7 separate regions of the Mus musculus genome follow, and all the other regions are linked to region 2. A link is a contact called in public Hi-C, HiChIP or PLAC-seq, Micro-C and promoter capture Hi-C data. All regions are on one chromosome and are shown on one strand. The core of a region is the stretch at or near the end of the contact, and the rest is flanking DNA. Distances in the headings are between cores, read along the strand shown.

Region 1 (2,991 bases), core at 436-2,935, 510 kb before region 2:
CTTTCTGTACCCAGAGTCTCAATCCTAACAGTTAAAGCCTTCTTCCCAATGTTTTCCCAAAGCTGACTTGGAAACTGAGATGTGTTCTGCTGCTGTTTTGCCTCCAGCTCTGCTTGCTTCCTGGAAATTTCTTGGCCAATTAAAAAAACTTGGCATTCACAGTGCATGAGAGAGAATCTTAACCTGCCACTATATTTTTCTGGAATCCTCTACTGAACTCTAGAATCAACCTTAGGGACTATAGCATTTTTTCTCTCCATGGTGACTTGATGGGAAGAAGGTGCCACCCATTGCTCTGACCCAATGTGGAAGATGACAGCTTAATTCTTCAGCCCTATTGTTCTCTGGTTTCCACGCTACCAAAAACAATGATGATTATTTTTCAGCATATAAATCATCAATCATATTAATTCCTCTAGCTACATGCACCATCTTTGCAATCTCCCCCAATGAGAAACTTTAGGATATAAAGTAGGAGATAGCAGATAGCAATTGTTTCTGGTGGGTCACATGATCTGGAGTCAACCTTCCATCTCACAATGAGTCCATTAGTGTGATTTCATAGTGATGGTAATTTCTCAGTCTGCTGTGTTTCCTGAGATGTGAATATTACAGAAATCTCTCAATGTCATTAAGAGACGTCTTAATGTCTGCTTGATTCCAGCCATTGATTTATATTGTTCCAGATTTTACTGGGCCACCCAAGACATTTAATGGAGGGATTGTCAAATGTGTCTAGAGTGATCAATAAATACTTAGCTGAGGCTTAAATAAGATTATAAGACTCACCAGAACTCATACTTGTAGTAAGTTTTCTTTGTTCTACTTTATTTCTTATTTCTTTAAAGTCATTTTTAACCCATGTACATTTCTTTCTCTTTGTGTGTGTAGGGGGGGGGGCAACTTTTTTCCATTAGCACAAGAAGATAGGCTTTCCTTCCATGAAAAAAAAAAAGAACGCTCTTTTTGCTGTAACAATTTATATTCATTCTTTTAATTTTGCCAACTAACTCTTGGTTCTCAGAGGACACTTTATGGATGCTTTTAGATGGGCATTGCTAGGCCTATAGGAACCTAATAATTTTCATATCTCTCTCTCTCTCTCTCTCTCTCTCTCTCTCTCTCTCTCTCACACACACACACACACATACACTCACAACACTGTTTTGAATATTCTTTTATGCTTAGTTTTTTTTCTTCAGCAGCCTAAGATAAAATAATTTTTTTTCATGTAGCATGTATGTGCATTATGTAAACTTTAATTATCACTGCATGTATACAGACATATACTATCATCTATAGCATTTGTGTGGAGATCAGAGGGAAACTTTTTGGAGTTGGTTACCCCTTTATACCTCTGCATGGGTTTGGGCTGTCAATTTTATACTTTTCAGATTACCTGGCAAACATCTTTGCCTCTGAGCTGGGCAATCATGTGAATGCCTCATGATATATATTTTGCATCTCACATGATATATATTTTGCATCTCACATATGGATTCAGCTCCAACACACTCAATAACAATTCTTTTAAAAGTCCACAGTCCTCACAATTAATCAGACTTGATGTAAAAATACCCTCTCTGTAATTTTCTTCTCTGAAATACTGAGAAAGATGAATTCTGAGTCTCAGAAGCCAAGAATTCCCCCACCTAAGAATGACTCTTAAGAGTAAATTGGCACCATATGTAAAGCACAGAGCATCTTGCCGGGCTTGTGTTCCTGTCTTGTGGGACTGACTTTGCTTGGACAGAGGTGAAAGCATTTGACAAACTTCCTCTCTGGAACTGTGAAGGGATGGGTAGAGAATGAAGACCAAAAGCTTCTATCTTCTACACCAGCTTTTCTTCGCCCCTCGGTTTCATTCATTTTTTACCTTTTAAAGACAAGGCCATTACAAAGTCCTTGTATTTCAGCACTGGCTTTGAAAACATTGTATTGCCTTACCCTTTAAATACACATGTGTTTAAACTTTGGAAAGAAGCGGGGAGCATTTGGCAACAATGTGTTTAGAGATCTGATCACAACCCCAAATATTTCAAAACCTAATGCCCCCGGCACCTAGATCTGCTCATTTATTTTTAGCTCTAGAAAGGGACTGTATTTAATCTCTTAATCAAACTGCTTGAAGTTTCCACTTCAAAATAAATGAAATGATAATAAATAACGAGCCAAGAAATAAAATACACCCATTTAAGGAGAAAACTATAATTTGATGGAAAACAAACGTGAGTTTGAATAAAATGGAAACATCGCTGCTTGTCTCTTCCAATTTTCAGCGCCGAGGGGAAAGAGGAAACACTGATGGAGGAGGCAGCAAAGTCTTCTTGTTAGGGGTCTGAAGCTTGAGTTGCTTGTACACAGCTAACAGCCTGCATTTACTGAAGGATGATGGGAGCCTGCAGGCACAAGGTTGGAGCGGGGAGGGGGCGTGTAAGGTGCTTCAACCTGGCCATGGCTGCCTTGATCTTCTTCCCAAAGACCAGCCTGCTTTAGTTTATGCCGCCATTGTGTTTCTTAGCTGGTCTAAGACGTGTGACTCTGAATAACACGGGAAACCATTGATTACAGTATTGTGAATCGGTGTGCTGGTAACCACAGAGAAGCCTACTGTGTGTCAGACCCATGTGAGCACAAAAATACATTTCACTCTCAATGTAATGATACTGCAAGTGTTGCTGGGTAGAAAGGAAGATTTTTGCTGCAGACTTTATCCAGGGAGTTATGGAAAAGAAAAACGTCTATTCTCCCCAATAGGGCGTGAGTGACACAGCACGATCCCACCTAAGTCCCCCTTAGTGAGCCGGTGATTTTGTTGAGGTCACAGTGCCTACCATAGGGAACTCTAGGCAGCTGCACCACTGCGTCCCTGGAGCTCTTGACCTCCCTGGCAGGCAGCTGTATGGGTGCAGTGTCGGGAGGGGCCTTGTAAACAGTGTAACTTTCTGAGCTTCTTTGTGTTGAAGTTTATTTGTTTGTTCCTTCATTCAT
Region 2 (3,294 bases), core at 430-2,929:
GCGACGCTTGGCGATCTGGTAAATACGCACGTAGACCAGGATCATGATGAGGCAAGGCGCGAAGAAGGAACCGATGGACGAGGAGATGACATACCACTTCTGGTCGTTGATCTTGCAGCTTGGCTCGGCCGGCTGCTGCCCGCCGCCAGCGCCCTTCTTCTCTATGGAGATGAGTGGCGGGAAGGAGATGACAGCCGAGATGACCCACACGGTGACAATGATGGCCTTGATGCGACGCGGCGTGCGCTTCAGGTTGTACTCGATGGCCTGCGTGATGGACCAGTAGCGGTCAAGGCTGATGGCGCACAGGTGCACTATGGACGACGTGCAAAAGAGCACGTCGAGAGCCAAATAGATCTCACACCACACCTTACCAAAGTACCAGTAACCCATAACCTCGTTGGCCAAAGAAAAGGGAATGACCAGCGTGGCCACCAGGATGTCCGCTGAGGCCAGGGACACCAGGAAGAGGTTTTGGGGAGCTTTGAGCGCGCGACTGGTGAACACCGCGATAATAACCAGCACGTTGCCAAATACTGTGAACAGCATGAGCAGGCCAGCCAGGCAAACCAGCGTCAGTGTCACCTGCAGGGAGTAAGGGGTGGCTCGGGTGCCGCCTCCGGGCGCTTCGGTCCCGTTCCAGCTGCTGTTGCCGGCATCCGGCTGCAGTGAGCCCATGGGCGCAAAGCTGCCCTCGGCCAGCGGCTGCTCCTGGCGGAACATGAACGCGGGTGCTGGTTCTCGTGGGCCTGCTGCCAGCTGCCTTCCGGCCCCGCGTCCGTGGGTCCTCCTCTTCCTCCGGTGCGGGGTTCGTCCCGCCGCGCCTCACATAAGGAAGAGGGCCGCAGGGAGCTCGGGCCCAAGCTGGGGACCGCTAGTGGTCCATGGACTGGAGCCCGCGAACTGGCACCGGTTCGTCCTTCCGACGCTCCGGGTGGGTGCTTTCTCTCTCCCAGCTCCTCAAACACAGCCAAGTTTTATTTCTAAGCGGCAGGATCGAGTAGGGCCAGCTGGTGGTTAGAGATTTTATTCTTCAAGAAAAGAGAAAAGAAATTATCGGTGGCCTGATGATTTGGAAAGATGTCAGAAATTTATACAAATGCATTTAGCTAGTCATCTATACCTTGATTCTTAAGCTGAGCGAAAGCATGAAGTCTTACCCCAAGAGGCAGCGGAGGGGTGTTGGTGTGGGCTCGGAGTCCTAGGTCTGTCTTCTTATACCCTCGAAGAGATTTCCAACTCCGTCGCTACCCTCCAGGCGGGGTGGCGAGGGCTGGGCCGGACCTCCGGCGAAGGCGCGGACTCTGCCTCCTCTAGGAGCCCCACGGGACTTCCAAAGTTGTGCGCTCTGCTGGGGCTGGGACTCTGTACACAGAGCTCGGGGGCGGCGGCGGTGGGGTGAAGGGTGTGGGGGCCGCATGAAGCCGCACCCCCACCACCACCACCTCGGTCCTCAGGGCCAAGCTAGGTGAGCGACCGGCTCTCCAGGAGCCGCGGCGGAGCCAAGGGTGGCTGCTAGCCGCGATCTGGGTGGGCGCTGAGCGCCACAGACCCGGCGGGGGTCGGAGGGCCGCGTGAGTTTTCGCAGGACCGCAGGACTTGGAGCTGGAGGCGCTGGGTGGCTGGGCGGTGTGCGCCGGCTGCTGGGCGTCTGCACGGAAGCGGGAGCCGAGGCTGCTCCGCCGCTCTACGCTGGACTGGTTTTATAGCCCCAGGATGAAGCCGGCGTTGCCGAGCAGCCGGCGTCAGCCCCCACGTGGGAAGTCGACCCTCCTCCGCCCCTCGCGCCTCCCCTCCTTAGGTCTAGAGCCCGCACCCGAGTCGGACCCGGGAGAGCGCTGCCTCTGGGACCCGGCTTTTGGAAAGACGGGTACAGGGAGCGAGGGGCAATAAGAGAGAGCCTAAGGAGTGGGGAGCGGCCCCTGCTGGGAGTTGGCCGTTCGGCTACTAGCTGGCCCAGGAGACAGTAGCAGGCGCCCAGCGGTACACCGATCTAGCTGGGTTTTAGCAGAAGAGGGTGCCAGGGTGCTGGGACCCGAATTAGGAGATGCAGAGTGGCATAAGAGTCGCTGGCGAGCAGCCCCGCCCCAGGTCAAGCGCAGGTGCTTCTGGTGACTGGGATGAAAGGGATCCCGGAGAGGTAAGCGTGTGCGGGTTCCTAAGGAACCACTGGAGCGGAATGGACCAGCATCCACGAGAGCAGACCAGGCCGGAGTTATCCATACTTAGGGAAGAGAAGGCCTCCTATCCTAGCAGCTGCCGGGACTCTCAAGGCCTGGACTCTGCACTGCGCCCCTTTGAAAGGCGGTGGGGAAGGGTCCTGGAGGGGTAGGCCCTGAGCCATGACAGAACGAGAGCGCACTGACACCTGCTGGCCGCTGGTCGTCACGGCTGGAAAGCGACTTAAGGGCTCCAGGCTCCTCTGGAGTCCTTTCCTCCATTTTTCTCCTATCTTGGGGGCAAGTTTGGACTAAGCTGGGGCGGCGGGGGTGGGGGGGGGGGAGGGGACACGGACAGATTTCAAACTGCACTATGTCATGATGCAGAAATCTTCAGGTTGTATAGATCTACCTCTGATGAGAGTAAGGCTCGGAACCTTCTACAGATGTGAGAGTCCTGGATCTTCCTCTCTGCTTGCCTGGCTTTAAACTACTGGGAACCGTTAAGCATTAGTTGAGGCACAGCTACTTTATGAAGAGCGCCATGACATTATAGGTAGATGTAAGCCTTACGCTGTTTTAATCAGTACCTACTGTGTGCACGAATTAAAGTATTACACTGAACTCCACAAATGTATAGGATTATTATGTGTTTGTCAAAAAGGGGTTTCTGATTATGGAAATAGAAAAGTTAACTATCCTGACTTGGTCATTACATACTGTGTGTAATATTGAATTAACATACAGTATCTTACACATCTGTACAATTAAACGTGAAAGAAAAACATCTTATTAGACTCTATCCCCACTTACATGGCCTTTTCTCCTACACCCCCAATACACAGATAAGTACACACATCTGCACAGCATCTGTCGGTGAGGGCAGGGTGCTAGCCAAGAAAGAAAGGGTGTTTTCTATGTTCTCTCTCTGGTGAGAAAGGTAGGAGCTTGGCAGTAGATGGCAAGGTTTCTAAGCACTCAGGCAGGAGTATCTGTCGCACCAGATACACTGTGCCATCCGAACTCTTTCTTCAGACGAGCAGCAGGAAGATCACGGAGAACCAGAGAGCACAGAATGTCAACAGGGTACACACGAGACCTAAGAAAGCATCTGTCATACTTCAGAGATCACTAC
Region 3 (3,189 bases), core at 678-3,177, 350 kb before region 2:
ACCTCCACACTTTCACAGTGGCGTGCAGGCACCCATATGTACATGTATAAACAAACACACACACAATATGTAACACACACACATGCATACATACACATATACACACATACACACACTCACACACACAAATATATAAAACAATGGGGGCCAGAGAGATGACTCAGCAGTTAAGGGTACTTGCTATTCTTGCAGAGGACCCATGTTCTGTTTCCAGCACCCACATGACAGCTCAAAGCCATTGATAACTCCAGTTAAAGGGACCAATGTATCCAATTCTGACTACCACAAACACCGAACACACATGATATACATACATATATGCAGGCAAGACCCTTGCATAATATGAAAATAAATGTTTTAAAATATATAATCAAAATAATATAAATCAAAAAGATAAATAGATCTTGGATATGTGTTCGTGTGATGTGTTTGTGGTATATGCATGTGTACTTATATATGTGTATATGTACACATATCTGTATATGTATGTGTAAGTACATGCATATGCATGTATATGTATATATGTGTGTATATACATTGTGCATATCTGTAAGTGCATGTGTATATAAGTATATATGTGTAAATACGTGTATATATGTGTATAAGAGCATGTGTGTGTGTGTGTGTGTGCACATGTGCATGCATGTGTGTTTTATGCTGGGGATTACACAGGGAATTATGTACACTAAGCAATAGTTATTCCTTGATCCACTTGGACTTGAACTTTGTACAGGGAGAGAAGAATAGACCCCATGGGGATGACATTAGCTGAAATACCCCACAAAGGGGAGGGAGAACCTGCTGGGACCATATCCAGAGGTTAGGCATGGCCTCCTGGTTGATGGATGACGCCACCCACCCATCTCCAAAATTACCCTGAATTGCTCCTGTCTAAAGGAAATACAGAGACAAAGTGTTGAGCAGAGACTGAAGGAAAGGCCATCAGAGACTGTTCCACCTGGAGATCCATCCTATATGCAGTCACTAAACCCAGACACTGTTGAGGATGTCAAGAAATGCTTGCTGACAGGACCCTGATATAGCTGTCTCCTGAGAGACCCTGCCAGATCCTGACCAACACAGATGCAGAGACTCTCAGTTAACCATTGGACTGAGCACAAGGATCCCCAGTGGAGGAGTTAGGGGAAGGACTGAAGGAGCTAAAGGGGTCCTATCTGGCATCAATGGGAGGGGAGGCCCTTGGTCCTGGGAAGGCTTGATGCCCAGTGTAGAGGAATGTTAGGGCAATGAGGCAGGAGTGGGTAGGTGTGGAGGGGAGCACCCTCATAGAAGCTGGGTAAGGGGGGATGGGATGGGGTTTGCTGAGGGGAAACCAGGAAAGGGGATAACTTTGAAATGTAAATAAATAAAATAGCCACTTTAAAAAAAAAAAGAGTTATTCCACTGAGCTACATCCTGCAGCCCATAAGTGTATATCCATATATGTATATTCTACTCACAGTCTTATACTAAGTCTGCCAGGAGAACAAGTAAAGGAGTGTTACGCAAGCACAGAAGGGAAAGCAGCATGGCTGGCTCTGTAACTGGATCCAGGATAAGCAGCAATGCTTAGGAGATCCCACAGTATCAAACAGGACACAAGTCTTTCTCTCTCTTGTGTGAGCCCATAGGCAAGCCACACAGGGTGCATATAGTCCTTCCCTACAAAGACAGTGAGGACACACTGAATTGTATCAGCCTAGTATTGTTGTCTCCTAACCTTGGGTCCTAGGCTAACGCTCTCCATTTACCATTTGTCAGCCACGAAGAAGCATGCAGAGGAAGTGCTTAGTGTCTGGTAACCGGCTCTCTGGAGGGAAAGAACTCTGATTTGTAGCATTTGTTCATTCTATCTTTTGGCTTTTGCATATTGACCCTTTATCCCATAAGAATCCACCCACTCGCAGGGTTTTGATGATTTCTAGCTGTAAGTACACACAGATGTATCCCTTGTTCTTGACCTGGCCCCTGACCCAGCTCTTTATAGGACTCCAGTTCCCAGGGCTTCCTGCTGCTTAGTGGACTTGTCAACTCATTTTATATAGGGAATCAATCTAAAGCAAGATCAGATGGGAAGCTCTACAGAGCCCTGAACCACAGCTCCGGGTTGGAGTCAGAAGGAAAACAGCAGCCATATCTAGGACATTATCATGCGGAACTAATAAAGAAGACCTGGGAACTGGTCTTTATCTGTCAGCGTTCCTAATAAAGGAAAGAGCTTGGAGTCACATATTGTACCCCTCGCCCTGCCGCCATCTCCGATGTGCAACACCCCAGGTCATAAGGAGGCCAGGCAACAAATTATAAGCAGATGAGCTCCTAAGATGGGAAAATATCTTGAAGGATGTCTCCTTCTCAGCATGGATTATAAAGCCTAAAAGTATTCAAACAATGAGCTGCAAAGAAATTTAGAGTCAGATAGTTCAACCCTTTACAGCTGGGTAAATGGGTTTGCTAAGGTTTCAGTTCTCTTAAAACAACTTCCAGTAAACCGCTAATTCAAGCCTTGGCAGCATGAACAACACGGATGGTCCATCAGACTTTTGCTTTGTTTTCCATTTTGCTGGAGCTTGAACAGAGGACCTCCTGCATGCTGGCTCTTTCCCTGAGCTACCCCGCCCCCGATCATGGCATATCTGCCATAGCTTGGGGTGTTTCAGAATGCAGAAATTGACATTGAAACGCAGACGAAAAAAAAAATGGCATCAGTGTTCTAAGTGCCAACACTGAATCATTACCCTCTTAGGTTCATCACAAATTAGTTTAACTTGTTCAACCAAGAAACACTACACACACACACACACACACACACACACACACATCTGGGGGAAGTGCTGTACACAGAGATGATAAGAGCTTTGCTAACAATCATTCCTCCCCACCCACTTTGATTCTTTTCCAAGAAGTTGAAAAATGGCAAGTGTCAAATATTCCCATTTACTTGAACCTAACCCACAAGGGGGGAAGGGGTGTCTTTCACTTCTCAGAGATAACACTGAGAAAGAGGCTTCAGAGAACATTCTAGTCAAATGTCCCAGGTTGATTTCCTTTCAGGCAGCAGAGAAGGAGGAGGAGAAGGAGGCCAATTAAACCACTGCCTCGGGCACAGTCATCTCATCACAGGCTTCTCCGGGTGGAAATGGCTCTGGACCACCTCCACTGCTCATCTCAGATTGACTCTCCTCCTCT
Region 4 (3,151 bases), core at 630-3,129, 420 kb before region 2:
TTCCCTAAGCATCTTCCATGAGCCATGTTACTGAGGAATTAGGAAGAAGGTGCCAAATGTTAGCATGTATACACATAATATTTTTTGTTTAATTAAAGGAGGAGGTGAGTGCAGAAGAAAGGGCTTGGCGGCTGCTCAGCTCATATGTTAAGGTCTCTGAAAATTCCTCATTGTGGCACGAAGCCTTTGCAATGAGCTTGGAAGCCTTACCTCATGGTGTGTAGCCCTTAAGAACAGATTATGTCAAATTCAATTGCAAACGGAAAGTGTCTATTAGACCACAGGAGAAAAAAAAAAAAAGGTGGCTCAAAGAAAGGCTTCCTGACTGTCCTTATTACCAAAAGCAAAGACAGTAAGTGGGGCCATTATGATGACTTAGCATCCCTGGGTGGCTTCAGGAAGATGAGTGCCCTGTGCTTTTGCAAGGGCATGGCTTTGCACACACGAAATGGCAGCTGAAAGGGAGGAATTACTGAGATGCGGGGTGACTTCTGTTATTTTACTGAAGTCATTTGGGTAGATAACAGATGCATGAAGAGGGGGTGAGTCACCAAGAGTGGAAATGGAGCCATCACGGAGAGAGCCAGGGGGCTTCCTTCTGTGTTACAGAGAGGAGAGAGCAGGTGCAGAACTGGCTTAAGACTTGGGGTGATGGTCAGGGATTAAGTAAGTGGGCTAATCAAGGTGGCCAACCGACGGAAGCCGGAGCCATTGTAGGGTGGAAGGTAGGTGCTCATCAATGTTCAGCACAGGCTGAGTGCTCCTTAACTCCTCCACCCCTCATGCCTGGGTTCATAATCTCATCTTTCTATCATCCCATGCCTTAATCTCTCTCAGAGAAGCCTTTTCTCATCTCCCAACTCCAAAGCACCCCCATGTGCTGCTCTGGGGAGCCTGTGCTTCCTGCTGCCAGGTCCCTGTCATCTCAGGCCTGTAAGCCCATCCAAGGCGAGGTTTATATGCCACTGTTTGCCAGGCTTAGCACAGTGCTCACAACACGCCGGGGCTTTCTGATGGTTGTTAAGTAGGTTAGGTCATCACTACAATTCAGTAACCCCCATCTAATCTATGTTGCTGATCACAAGACAGGGAGCTGTTCCAGGGGGAGACTGCAATGGTTATTTATGCCCTGCTTCAGGTCCTGGTAGGGTAACTAAAGCCTGGAAGCCATCATGAAGCATCTGCAATTCAAACTTGACCTGTAAAAGCTGGTGCTAGGCACAGGCATGTGGCGTTCCAGGCCACTGCTTCGGACTTCTCTACCTTCAGTTTAAAAATTCAAGGAAGACATAAGTCCTGGGGAGAGTTGGCCCTGCTTGGCTAGTTCTGGTAAACTCATAAGAACAGAACATTGGGAAGCATCCATCAAGAGGCTCTAGAATAGGCATCTGTATATTAGTAATCACCCTGAGCAAAGCTTTGCCCAAATCAATTCAGCACAACTTTTCTGTTTTGCAGAGAAAAATGCAATGCTGAGCAATCCTAGATTTGGTATGTGTGTGTCTCTGCTAGCTCATTTGTTTGATGGTATAATTAAGAGTCCAATTATTATTCATTGTTTCTGGCCAAAGGCTAGATTTTAGTCAGTGGAGGGATCAATATTAGATAGAGAACTAGAGATAATGTGGAAGAAAATCTGATGCAGGACCATCAATTCACAGCCCTGGAGAGTTGAAATGCCCAACATCTTATTTAATCGAGGTAAGAAGAGAACAACGTATCTTCAAAACGTTAATATGAGTCAGACCTGACTTAACTTAGCCAATGTTTGCATGTGAGACCCAACATCTGTTATCCCTTAGCATAAGAACTGTGCCTAATTAGCTAAAAGGATGGGTGCTCTGGCCTCCGCATCTCCAAGGAAGCACCTCAAAAAAAATAAGAAGTTTCCTTGGAAGGAGGAATGTACAGTTATACAACATATTGTCAGTACTTGGCACAAGCTTCTTGAGTCATGAGACACGAGCCCTTCCTTGGATTTTTGTTTTCTCATTGTATAATTAGCTTTGTTAATAACACAGTTTATCTGCTCATATTCTCCTGCATATATTCTGCAGATCTCTTTAGCCCCAGACATCTCACAGCATCCCCCAGATACAGCAGCTCAGTGTAGTTTGGTGTTTATGTGGCCATCTCGTTCTACACATTTCTATGCGGTGCTTACATCGAGAACTCTATTGTTGTTTTGTTTCCTTTCTGACAGGAATGGGATTAAACTTGCATTGTTTTGATAAGCTGCCTTTAAAGGCAAAGATACGTCCTCGGGGTCCTTCTTAAGATTGCTTCATTTTTCACGGGTGAATCGTGTTCCACAGCAGCTCACTTTATGCAGTAGTTAGTCACGCACCTGTCTCCAGTTTGCCGTGTAACAAGCAGCATTGCAATGAGTATTTTTCTTTGTAAATGTGAGAATTACTTTAGGGAAATGTTTTAGATTTAGAATTACCAAATAGGAGTGTAAAAATAGGATTTTGAGACTCTGAGACTATTTTCTAGAGGCAGCATTTCAGTGACATCAGCAACACTGGGATTCTTCCCTGCCCTCTTCAACTTAACTTTCTTTTCTCCTCCTGACCATCCAAGTTAGAAGGGAAACTTGTGCCTAATTGCTTTGTAACTGCTCTTTCTTTCTTTATGTCATTTTCGCCACTTACATATCTTCTGTGAATAGCCTGTTCATATTCGTTAGTATTTTCATCTTTATTTTGATTGTTTTGATATTTTCATACATGAGTATTGTATTTATGCCATTTCTATTTCTCCCTGTCCCCAGCCAACTCCTTCCATGTCACCCCCAGCCCCTCTGAAATCCATGACATCATTATTGTTTACAGACACACACACACACACACACACTCACAGACAGACAGACAGACCGAACCTACTGAGTCCACTTAGTGTTGCTTTTGTGTTCAGAGCTGACCACTTTGGATTAGATAAACTATCACAAGGTTTGTCTGTGGAGAAAAGAGACTGTTTTCATTTCTCAGAAGTCATTGATTGCCTAGATCTATTCATCTAGGGATAGGGCCTTGTGAAAGTTCCTCACTCCACATGTCAACTGATATTGTCATTATGAAGGTCTTGTTTAGACAGCTCCATTATTAATATTTTTATGAGTACAACTTTCCTGACACATGTAGAAGAGCCC
Region 5 (3,273 bases), core at 450-2,949, 380 kb before region 2:
AGTTCCCTTGGTTTCATTTATACTTTTGTGTCATTATATATATATTTATAATTTTATGTATCTGTATAAAATTTAGTAAGCAGAAATGAGAAAAAATGAGCAGGCTTTCTGATAGTAATATAATTCACTTAATACAATTATCACCCATGACCATCCATTCACTTTCCAGAAAGTGACATAACTTTTTCGTTTTGTAAGTGTGGGTGAGTACATGACTCTGTGTGTGCATGCATGTATGTGTGCATATGCATGCCTTTCTGTTTGCATACACACATAGCCACATTTTAGTGGAAGCCAGCAGTCAACCTGGGCCCTTGTTCCTTGGGAACCATCCATCTGCCTTGTTTGTTTGTTTGTTTGTTAACAAGTTCTCTCCCATTGTTCTGGAGCCTGCTGACTTGGTCAGACTGGTTGAAGAATGAGCTTCAGGTATTCACTTATCCCAGTACTGGATTACAAACATGTGTCATCATGCTAGACCTTGTTCTGGGAGTTCTGAGGATCCAATTTAGATCATCATGTTTATGTAGCAAACAATTTGCTACTGGGACATCTTTCTAACCCATTCTTCTTCTTGTACCTGGAAAAATTTCAATTATGTACTATGCCAGAGGCATCACCATACCTGACTTTAAGTTATAGCACAAAACCATAGTTAAAAACCCAGCATAGTACTTGCACAGAATATAGGCATGTGGATTGTGCTGATTGGTCAACTTGACACAACTTGATCTGTGGCAAATTATCTTGATTATTGATTGATGTAGGAAAACCCAACCCACTGTTTGCAACACTATTTCCTAGGTCCTCCACCCTGTTAGACTGAAGAAAGCTAGCAAGCAAGCAGCCACCCATGTGACTAACTGCTTTGAGCTCCTGCCTAAGCATTCCCTGGGTGACAGACTGTCAGGAAAAATTGTAAGCCAAATTAACCCTTTCTTCCCCAAGTTGTTTTTTTTTTTCCTAAGTGTTATGTAACAGTATCAGAAGTGAAACTAGTCCATAGATCAATAGAATAGATCAAAGGACCTGGGTATATAAACCATGAAGTTACAGCCACCCACCTGACTTTTGAGAAAGAGGTCAACACACAGTTTTAAAAGCACCTACAAGAACAGGTTATAGTCCTGGTCTAAGCCTGTCAGTTGTGTTAATCAGAGTCACATGTACAATCAAGTCCAAGCCCATAGGGATTCATGTCCCAACACCCTCCCCCTATAAACCCACCTTTGCACTGCAGTCTCTGTGGTCCCCAACCCTGCATTAGTTGCTGAATCTGCCAAAGCACTTCTGATGTCAATACTGACTCTAATGTGACATTAATGTGAACCCCTCAGAGAACCCTTTCCTGACCTCTTACAGCTTAATGTCTTCCTGGTTATTCTCTATCACATCAAAGTTGTGTGTTCTGCATCTCATCGATGTTTTGTTTTTGCATTAGTTAGTAGTTATCTTTTAGAAGATCCCAAGAAGAGATTGTTTATCATTGTACCCACTTCTGAGACCAGAGCAGAAAACCATACTGGTTGCCTGAATGAATAAATCTTCATGAGAATTTTGTATAAAGTGGGCAACCACCGCCTGACTGAGGTCAGGTGAACAGCAGGGATAGCTTTGTTCAAGCCTGGCTTCACTCCCCTCGGGTAGAGGCCTTTCTGCACTCACTACTTGCCTTTCCACTTCAGTTGCCTCCTGTTGCCTATGACAGCAAAGGCAGCAGCATCCAGATGTTTCTAATAAGCACCTGGCATGGCCTTCCTCTTCTCTTTCCATGGCTGCTGGTCCAGATGTTGGATGGGATTCTAGTAGCTCTGTAATATCAATCTCTCCCATCCTCTCCAGCTCATGTGTGTGTGCATGTATGTGTGTGTGCATGTGTGTGTATGTGTGTTTGTGTGTGTACATGTGTGTGTATGTGTTTGAGTGTGTGTGTTTCTGTGTGTGCATGAGTGTGTATGAGTGTGTGTGAGTGTGTGTGTGCATGAGTGTGTGTGTGTGCATGAGTGTATGTGTGTGTGCATGAGTGTGTGTGTGCATGAGTATATGTGTGTGTGCATGAGTGTGTGTGTTTGTGTGTGTGAATGAGTGTGTATGTACAATTGATACTCGTCTACACACATCTTCATGCTTTCTAAGCCTCTTTAGAGTTACATTGACTGAGAAACACTGACTGAGCCCAGAACACCCACCTTTGTCAGCCAGCCTATTATTGGTTGGGTGAAGATGATTGTAAAGCTCTTGCAACCTTCCTTGTTTCTCAGGACCTCGGATCATATAGGCAGGGTCAGTGCCCCAGCTCTGCTCATCCCAGAGTTGACATGGGGCTGATTCCAGATAAGCAGCACAGGATCTGTGCAGGATCATTACTGTGGTTCTTAGACCCAGTGTCCCACATTTGCCCTGCATGGTCATTATGCACCAGTCGCCCTGGCTCTTAAGAAGCTGATGTAAAGATTGAGTTAATGTAGTGATAAGATAACATAGTGAAACTCAGTCTCAGAAAACATAGAAATGGGGTGGAGTAGCATTGAAATCTCATGATCATTTTCCCATTACCCCATTACCCTACTCCTACCCTTGTGTCCAGTATGAAGACCCTTCACCTCATTTTCTTTCCCACCCACCCTGCCAACTTGTCTGTTGAATATTTGAGATATACTAGATGATTTGTGTCTTAAACTCAAATTTTATTCCTGTATATGGTAAACCCATCTGGCTGCATTGTTTATGTTTATAACTCCAGCTAATAAAAATGCTATTCAAGTGTCATTGTTAACTTTCTTAACATACTTCCACCCCCAGATGAATACATATGACACAAGAGTGGGGGCCCTTCTCCATCTTATCTCTACCCATTATAAGTCCAGGCCTTGCAAAAGGTCATGGTAGGACATGATAAAGAGATGCCGGAGGGTCTGAGGAACGAGCCCTTCGCAAAGTGAGGGAGGCCTCGGCTGGCTCTCTTCTCCAAGGTTTTCTTTTTCTGGTCTTTCTTGGGTGCTGGTTTATAAGAGACTTTGCAAGCTTCATCTCCTTCCCTCTAGGGTTCTGAACATTCCTTATTTGCAGTTTGCAGTTTAGCTTTCTCTCCCAGTACAGGGACAGTAGCATAGGGCTGAGAAGTTCAGGATGTTTTTCCTCTGAAATGTGAACGATCAATTCTCCACATTCCAGTTCTGCCACAGTCCTGGGCTCCATGGACCAGAAATGGACTTGCTGTACACTGACAGCATTTCATTTATCATCATGGGGCTGAATGAGGGAAGGCCATTA
Region 6 (3,270 bases), core at 155-2,654, 310 kb after region 2:
TGGGCATTCTCTTCAGTCCCCCACATAAATAAATAGATTTAAAAAAATATATATATATATATATTTAGTCAAAGCATTTCTGCCTACAGACACATAAACGAAGAGTGGAACAGAAGATAACCTTTCTACCTGCCTCCTTTGCTAGGTTTTGCGCATAGGAGCTGAGTGTCTATTCTGCTGTGCTGTGTCTGCTGTGGAATGACCATCTCCATGGCAGGCAAGCATCTAAATACCAGTCATCCCCTCCTCCCAGCATTTAAATCCTGGCCATCTCACAAGCAGCAGGAGGGCATTAGCAACACCACATTGTCCAGTGCGGATGACATGTCAACACGGGTTTAGAATCACAAGCTGTTTATCTCACATTGAACCTGACCCCGCTTCAGAAGGTCGCTCCTGTCCTGGTTCAAAGGCAAGCAGAGGTGTGGGCCAGCAGCAGCCCATTTCTGACCTGCGATTAAGGCATGAGGAAGACATGCTTTAAAAATGTTTTAAATTAAAAAAGGAAAGGGCTATTGATAGCCCAGAACTTAAAGTGAAATAAAATTCCATCTATGCCTGATATAAAATGGTATCTTGGGCCCACGTCATCCTCCCTGCGTTTATGAACACCCACTGCATATTTCTGGCATAGTCTGAGCCACCCTCAAACACCTGCCGGCTGGTTTCAAACTCTGCCCTGAACTTCACTTCCTTTCCTGGGGTTGACTTTGGGGATAGGAGTGCTAGGTCCCCAAATCCTCAAGACTGCTACCTAGAATCTAAGTCAAAATTGTATGTTTGTCTCTCCCTCTATAACATAAATAATTCTTGCTTATTGTAAAAATCCCAGGGACATGTTGCAGGACAGCACTATGGCCAGCAGAAGCAACGTAAAAGTTACGTTCTAGCGTGTCCTTAATGAAGTTATACGTCCACTAGTGGTTTTTATTTTCCAGTTGAAATGAATTGGCCATGCAGCTAGTACTACAGAATATTTACCGCGCATTCTGGACTCTCAGGTTAGCAGAAGTAAATGCTTAAGCTCCGTTTTATGTCTATTTTATGATCTACATCTGAGATTATTTACCTCAGAAGATCACTGTTGTAGACTAGATTTGTACCACAATTCCAGTTTTTTTTTATTAAAAACCATTTCCTTCACACTACTCCAAATAAGTCATACCGAATAGATCACTCTCTTAAGAAGGAAAAAAAAAAAAAAAAAAAAAAAAAAAAAGAAAACCTATCAACTGCAGATTAAACTCTGTAAAGTTAAGAATGTTCTTCGGCCACTTAAATGGCAACAGGTTCGTTTTTTACAATGTAAACCAGCCATGTTAAGCAGCCATGCACAGTCTCTCTGGGTGCCTGAAGTTCATTTCCTGTCCAACATGAGCTGGGTCCTGTATAAGCTCTTAAACATGATGAGAATACCACGAATTCCTTCCTAGCTGCTATAAAGGGCTCCCAAAAGCCACCAAAAGGCCTGGACACATTCTTGGGCAATTATGAGGACCAGGAGGAGGCAAGGGTCAGGCCAGAGAAAGAAAAGTGGTCTGTCACGGCGCTCCGCTACACCCAAGCCTCTGCTATTCTGAGCAACAGCTGCAAAACCCTGGCACCCCCAGCTGAGGAGGGACACTCATATGACTGGGGTTTACCCTTCTGATAGCTCAACACTCCAGCTTGGATCCCCATCCCTTCCGGCTCAGGATAGACCAGAACAGCTCTCGCCACCAGGCTTGATTCTGATAGACACATCTTATAGTACTCTGTGCAACTTCCCGTGGCCTTCAGTGAATGTCTAGCAGAACTGTTGAGCTGGGGAAAGGCAAGAAAGGGGATGCAGCTCAGTAATTGGATATCCCTAAGTATGAGGCTAGCCCAGAGATACGTGGGTACCTTCCAGGTGTGAGGCTATCCCAGAGATGCATGGGTACCATGTATGGAAAATGAAGCAGAAACAGTTTATATTTCTTAAGAACTTTCCACCTGCCAGAGCCTACTCCAAGTACCATAGATCATCAGCCTGTACCAAGTGCTACAATTTTGCAGAGAAAGAGGCAGAAGCCAGCTATGAAGACACTATAGATCAAAGTCAACAAACACAGCTACAAAATATCAGGGATGAGACTTAATAGTGGTCTAGAATTTCCAAACATCCTGACCTTGGTGAGACATAGAGCAACATAGCTCAAGCAATCAGAAAAAGTATTGTCTTCAGAGGCTCTTTCATCTGTTACTTTTATAGAGAGTGGTCTCACTAAATACCTGTGGCTGACTTGGCCCTGTCTATGTAGACCAAGCTGGCCTCAATCCCACAGCCTGCCTCTGCCTACATTTTTATTTACTTATTTATTTATTATTTATTTTTGGTTTTTTTGAGACAGGGTTTCTCTGTATAGCTCTGGCTGTCCTGGAACTCACTTTGTAGGCCAGGCTGGCCTCGAATTCAGAAATCCACCTGCCTCTGCCTCCGGAGTGCTGGGATTAAAGGCATGCGCCACCATGCCTGGCACACCTGGAGCTTTTATTTGTGTTTAAAAATGCAGTAACAACACATCAGAATGTAAAATGTAGTAGTAATTTTCTTCACTAAATGAGGCATTTTAATTGGGACATGAAACATTTTCTGTTTCATTAAAGCTTAAATGGGCTGGTCTTCAATCTTTTTTTTTTTTTTTTTTTTTTGCAAACTAAAGAAAAATCAGGACAACAACAATGACCCCGTCCACACAATTTGCCTTGAAATCAGTTTTGTCAAACAGAGAACAGAAGTTATCTGGTTTGGTGTTCGTTGAGTTTTGCTTTCTCTCCATGAAACTGAGGACTCACCAGGAAGAGGCCGTAGCATCCCATGAGAGCTGGGAGGGCAGAGCGGGTGCAGGGAGAAAGCAGAGTGGTGGTGGTGGAGGCTAGCCCCAGCAGCCCCTCACTGAGATCTCCCCTCCTGCAGTGAACCCAGGGCCTCACCACGCTAGGCAGGACCTCTACTCTGCTTGTTTCAGGGATTACTCTTTTCCCTTCTTTCTTTTCAATTTTTATTTTGAGATATGGCCTCACCAAGTTTCACAGCCTGGCCTTCAACTCACGCCTGGATCCTCCTGCCTCAGCCTGCTGCAGCAGCATCACACGCTGGTGCCATGCGGTCTGGCTCTCCACTTTCCTCTTGCATTTAAAGAATATCCTTTTGGGTGAATCCATGACTCTCCAATGACCCTTGTCTTTAACTAAAACAAATATCTTGTGATGATGATGATGATGACGACGACAACGATGATGATGACA
Region 7 (2,954 bases), core at 226-2,725, 370 kb after region 2:
GGAAACTTTTCACTTTTAAAAAGTTGCAAATTGCAAGTAGCTAAAAGTTATGTAAAATATCAAAGTTAAATAGGACTTTAGGAGTCAACCAGCCAACAGATAGGAAACCATTTTGTCCTGAAACGCGACACCCCCCCTCCCTGTTATTGATGGCAAATTTGAGTTTTCACTCTTTTCTATTAGATAACTCGCTTTTTAAAGCCATTCAGAGTTGACTACTATTTGCTTCCATTTCCTTTTCCATGTTTGCTTTTTTTTTCCTTAGTGCATCGTAGTGAGTTTACAGAATCCCCAAGATCAGAACAGCCAACAAAAAACCCCAGCTCCTCATGTGAGTTTTCCTGAGTTTACATGTTCCAATTAGACTTGTGGAAACACTCAAACTATTTTTCAGGACTTTGTCACAGGTGGACCAAGCCTGAAGCAAAATAAAGAGCCTTCGAACAATCCGACATTCTAGGCCTCAAACTGTCAAAACAATGCTTTTTAAGGAGCCGAGGGAGTAAAACACCAGCGGTTTACCTCTACGCTTCCCAGACGGGATAAGGGGCTTCCTGGGACCCCTGACCACCCCAGCTTACCAAACCAATGAAAAGAAGAACGGTGAGGTTCACCACGGTATCTAGGGGAAACCTTTTCTGCAGCTGAGAACTCCTTGCAAGGGCCATGTTGTAAACTGTTTGCGCGTTGTTTACAGGCCCTCAACTCCCTTTGTCCCAAATCTCTAGTTGACTCCACTAAAGGTAGTTTTGTTCTCAGTGGCGATTTATCACACACCCTTCACTAAGCGCTCACACTCACGCTTGACCCGTCATCGTCACCGTAATACATTCCAGTGGTCTCTAAGGATCAGAAGGATGAAAAAAATAGTCTCTGGGTCATTTCCCCCAACTTCGAGCTTATGAAGTTAAAACAGATCCAGTACCATCAGAAGAGAAAAGAGAACACATAAGAAAAGGCAAAAATTATGCCCCACCACCACCACCACCACACACTAATAACTTGACTGCGTTCTACCCAATATCACCAACAAGCCAGAATGACACCGACCCAGCTCAGAGCGCCAACAACACTTCAAACACAAGCGGGGCGGGCGAAGTTTAGCAAAGGATGGAAATGAAGCCACAAAAGAGGGCCCCTGGTGTGTGTCCCAGGCTCACCCCAGCCCCACTCCATTCTCCCTCTTACTTTTGGATGATCTGGGGCAGGCTGGCTTGAGGCTGAGGCGGTGGCGGTGGCGGCAGAGGCTGCATCCCTTGCTGGCCCTGGGGCACGGAGGGCCCCTGAACACCGGGCATAACGCAGGCATCTCTGTCGGGTTGCTCCGGACCGCTGGGATCCGCGTCCTGGCTCATGGCTACTGCCAGCACCATGCGCGGCGACACCGGCCCGGGCTCGCAGCGAAAGAGCGCGCGGGAGGGGCGGTCCCGGAACACAAGCGCTCACTGGCCGGGGTCCCTGTGCCCAGTCCCCTTGTCCTTCTCGGTGGCGTGGGGAGGAGACGAGAAGGGTGGGGAGGAGACAGTCCCCGCGGCGCCGCCTCCTCCACCTCCCGGCGCTCAAGCTGGAGAGGCTGCGGAGGGGGCGGGGGACAGGGACAGGAACAGGGGGCGTCCCCGGGGCCACGGAAGCCGCGAGACGCCCAGGAGCTGCTGCGCGCGGGGTGACCGGGACAACTGTGCCTGTCCACCCGAGGCACAGTGAGTAGCAGCCGCCACCCGCCACCGCGAGCCCTTCGGGGTGACCAGCCAGGCGCTCCTCAGCGCGACACCCTCGTGAGAGGGCGACACGCCGGCCCGCCCCGCAGCCGCCCTCCGCCGCCTTGTAGTTTCTTCCGGAGCTCACAGGCTGCCCGGCTCCGGCAGAGTCCCGAGGACATCGCCAGCGCGAAGTGCGCCCGGGGCTTGGCATCCTCCTGCGGCTGGAGCCCAGCCAGCGCCTCTGGAAGGACCCGACACTGTCACATCCTTCCCTAGGTGGGTGGGACTGCGATCTCGGGGCCCAGATGATCAGGCCCCGGAGCTCACCACGCTGGTAGTTCCAGCTGTCGCTTCGGGGGTCCCAAAGGCGACGGACAGGGTAGCAGTGGATTCATTTCTTTGAATTTTCCCACGAGAGCAAAAGAAAACCAGGCACACGTTTCTTTCATATTTATTGGCAGCGTCTCTGGAAATTTAAAGGATAAGGAAGAGAGTTCACCGACTCTGTTAATTGCCCGGAGCCCACCTGCGCCGGACACCCGTGTGCACCGGGGTGGCAGCTGTGCGACGCACTTGTGAGGCTCTGAGGGCGGAGCAGCTGGAGACGGCGACAGGGGACACCTGCTCCCGCAGACCCTCCTGCACCTGAGCACCGGCCGGGGAGTGGCCGCCTCGTGCTCTCTCGGACTGTGCTGTTCCGTGGTGTTCCAGACACGGACGCCCGCGGCCAAATTCCTCTCTCGTGCGTTATAAGCCAGAGGGCAGCGAGCTGATCCCACAGCCTGAAGTCCTGCCTGCCTGCTTCACACACCAGAAAATTCTAAAGATGTCTCAAAACCTGACAACTGCTTGAACTCTCTGAAAGATACTTTTTGTCCCTCCTGACTCTTGTGTCAATTTCCCCTTGAAACTGCCTACTCTGCCACCCTACCTTAGAGAGCTTCTCTCTCTCTCTCTCTCTCTCTCTCTCTCTCTCTCTCTCTCTCTCTCTCTCTCATTGCCAATTAGAGTTACGATTATTTGTATTAAACATCACACACATCATTCACAATTCACACAAGTCTGACAAACAAACAAACAAACAAACAAACAAAACAGAACGTGTGGCGGCGGGTGGCACATGCCTTTAGTCCCAGCTCTTCACTAGAGAGGCAAAGGCAGGGGGATCTCTGTGAGTTGGAGACCAGCCTAATCTACAGAGCACCAGGACACCCGGGGAGACACAGAGAAAGACTGTCTCGAAAAAAAAAAAAA

Evidence for each region. Promoter capture Hi-C pulls out the DNA fragments that hold promoters and counts their contacts. Hi-C and Micro-C count contacts between places; a contact is called where the count stands out from the background. HiChIP or PLAC-seq counts read pairs in DNA pulled down with a chosen protein or histone mark.
Region 1: a promoter capture Hi-C map of second pharyngeal arch cranial neural crest shows a contact between it and region 2, with 7 times the contacts expected there. The contact joins the enhancer-like site here to the promoter of Adra2a in region 2. A contact is called at or near these places in 13 of 39 promoter capture datasets (the 3T3-L1 cell line, 3T3-L1-derived adipocytes, the HPC-7 cell line and 9 more), 1 of 15 datasets of contacts at CTCF or cohesin (pro-B cells), 2 of 484 Hi-C or Micro-C datasets (cerebellar granule neurons and nephron progenitors), 12 of 115 datasets of contacts at active chromatin or transcription factors (a beta-TC-6 cell line, craniofacial prominence, embryonic forebrain and 7 more) and 1 of 9 other capture datasets (embryonic stem cells).
Region 3: an H3K4me3 HiChIP or PLAC-seq map of neural tube shows a contact between it and region 2, with 4 times the contacts expected there. The contact joins the enhancer-like site here to the promoter of Adra2a in region 2. A contact is called at or near these places in 12 of 39 promoter capture datasets (the 3T3-L1 cell line, 3T3-L1-derived adipocytes, cranial neural crest and 6 more), 3 of 484 Hi-C or Micro-C datasets (embryonic fibroblasts, myocytes and uterus), 9 of 115 datasets of contacts at active chromatin or transcription factors (embryonic forebrain, embryonic hindbrain, embryonic stem cells and 5 more) and 2 of 9 other capture datasets (embryonic stem cells and pancreatic islet).
Region 4: a Hi-C map of cortical neurons shows a contact between it and region 2, with 3 times the contacts expected there. The contact joins the enhancer-like site here to the promoter of Adra2a in region 2. A contact is called at or near these places in 11 of 39 promoter capture datasets (the 3T3-L1 cell line, cranial neural crest, embryonic stem cells and 7 more), 4 of 484 Hi-C or Micro-C datasets (adipose-derived mesenchymal stem cells, cerebral cortex and cortical neurons), 16 of 115 datasets of contacts at active chromatin or transcription factors (SST interneurons, VIP interneurons, a beta-TC-6 cell line and 10 more) and 2 of 9 other capture datasets (embryonic stem cells and pancreatic islet).
Region 5: a contact with region 2 is called in a promoter capture Hi-C map of second pharyngeal arch cranial neural crest, with 5 times the contacts expected there. The contact joins the enhancer-like site here to the promoter of Adra2a in region 2. A contact is called at or near these places in 6 of 39 promoter capture datasets (the 3T3-L1 cell line, embryonic stem cells, hippocampal neurons and 2 more), 1 of 484 Hi-C or Micro-C datasets (the AML12 cell line), 9 of 115 datasets of contacts at active chromatin or transcription factors (craniofacial prominence, embryonic forebrain, embryonic hindbrain and 6 more) and 2 of 9 other capture datasets (embryonic stem cells and pancreatic islet).
Region 6: an H3K4me3 HiChIP or PLAC-seq map of embryonic limb bud shows a contact between it and region 2, with 4 times the contacts expected there. The contact joins the enhancer-like site here to the promoter of Adra2a in region 2. A contact is called at or near these places in 12 of 39 promoter capture datasets (the 3T3-L1 cell line, 3T3-L1-derived adipocytes, the HPC-7 cell line and 8 more), 4 of 484 Hi-C or Micro-C datasets (3T3-L1-derived adipocytes, the G1E-ER4 cell line, cranial neural crest and 1 more), 6 of 115 datasets of contacts at active chromatin or transcription factors (embryonic forebrain, embryonic limb bud, embryonic stem cells and 3 more) and 3 of 9 other capture datasets (adipose tissue, embryonic stem cells and liver).
Region 7: a contact with region 2 is called in a Micro-C map of embryonic stem cells, with 2.4 times the contacts expected there. The contact joins the promoter of Rbm20 here to the promoter of Adra2a in region 2. A contact is called at or near these places in 10 of 39 promoter capture datasets (the 3T3-L1 cell line, 3T3-L1-derived adipocytes, the HPC-7 cell line and 5 more), 2 of 484 Hi-C or Micro-C datasets (both in embryonic stem cells), 2 of 115 datasets of contacts at active chromatin or transcription factors (fetal liver and pancreatic cancer cells) and 1 of 9 other capture datasets (embryonic stem cells).

What each region holds. Positions count from the first base shown.
Region 1 is chr19:54,554,250-54,557,240 of GRCm38.p6, reverse strand. All of the region lies in intron 2 of Gm31301 (a long non-coding RNA gene), which reads right to left. Among named protein-coding and RNA genes, the nearest start is that of Gm31301, 90 kb to the right of the region's middle. Within about 2 kb of position 1,685, at least 5 of the 459 cell types and tissues checked have an H3K27ac peak or open chromatin away from gene starts, as enhancers often do. A contact at or near this core is called in second pharyngeal arch cranial neural crest, where this site is marked.
Region 2 is chr19:54,043,644-54,046,937 of GRCm38.p6, reverse strand. Adra2a (adrenergic receptor, alpha 2a) reads right to left here and starts at 1,679. Exons shown (of 1, transcript NM_007417.5): 1 at 1-1,679. The coding sequence starts at 723.
Region 3 is chr19:54,390,474-54,393,662 of GRCm38.p6, reverse strand. No RefSeq gene overlaps it. Among named protein-coding and RNA genes, the nearest start is that of Gm31301, 74 kb to the left of the region's middle. Within about 2 kb of position 1,927, at least 4 of the 459 cell types and tissues checked have an H3K27ac peak or open chromatin away from gene starts, as enhancers often do. A contact at or near this core is called in neural tube, where this site is marked.
Region 4 is chr19:54,468,934-54,472,084 of GRCm38.p6, reverse strand. The region is part of intron 1 of Gm31301 (a long non-coding RNA gene); the gene reads right to left. Among named protein-coding and RNA genes, the nearest start is that of Gm31301, 4.6 kb to the right of the region's middle. Within about 2 kb of position 1,879, at least 1 of the 459 cell types and tissues checked has an H3K27ac peak or open chromatin away from gene starts, as enhancers often do. A contact at or near this core is called in cortical neurons, where this site is marked.
Region 5 is chr19:54,427,722-54,430,994 of GRCm38.p6, reverse strand. No RefSeq gene overlaps it. Among named protein-coding and RNA genes, the nearest start is that of Gm31301, 37 kb to the left of the region's middle. Within about 2 kb of position 1,699, at least 2 of the 459 cell types and tissues checked have an H3K27ac peak or open chromatin away from gene starts, as enhancers often do. A contact at or near this core is called in second pharyngeal arch cranial neural crest, where this site is marked.
Region 6 is chr19:53,737,160-53,740,429 of GRCm38.p6, reverse strand. The region is part of intron 1 of Rbm20 (RNA binding motif protein 20); the gene reads right to left. Among named protein-coding and RNA genes, the nearest start is that of Gm30943, 15 kb to the left of the region's middle. Within about 2 kb of position 1,404, at least 33 of the 459 cell types and tissues checked have an H3K27ac peak or open chromatin away from gene starts, as enhancers often do. A contact at or near this core is called in embryonic limb bud, where this site is marked.
Region 7 is chr19:53,675,827-53,678,780 of GRCm38.p6, reverse strand. Rbm20 (RNA binding motif protein 20) reads right to left here and starts at 1,475. Exons shown (of 14, transcript NM_001170847.1): 1 at 1,189-1,475. The coding sequence starts at 1,373.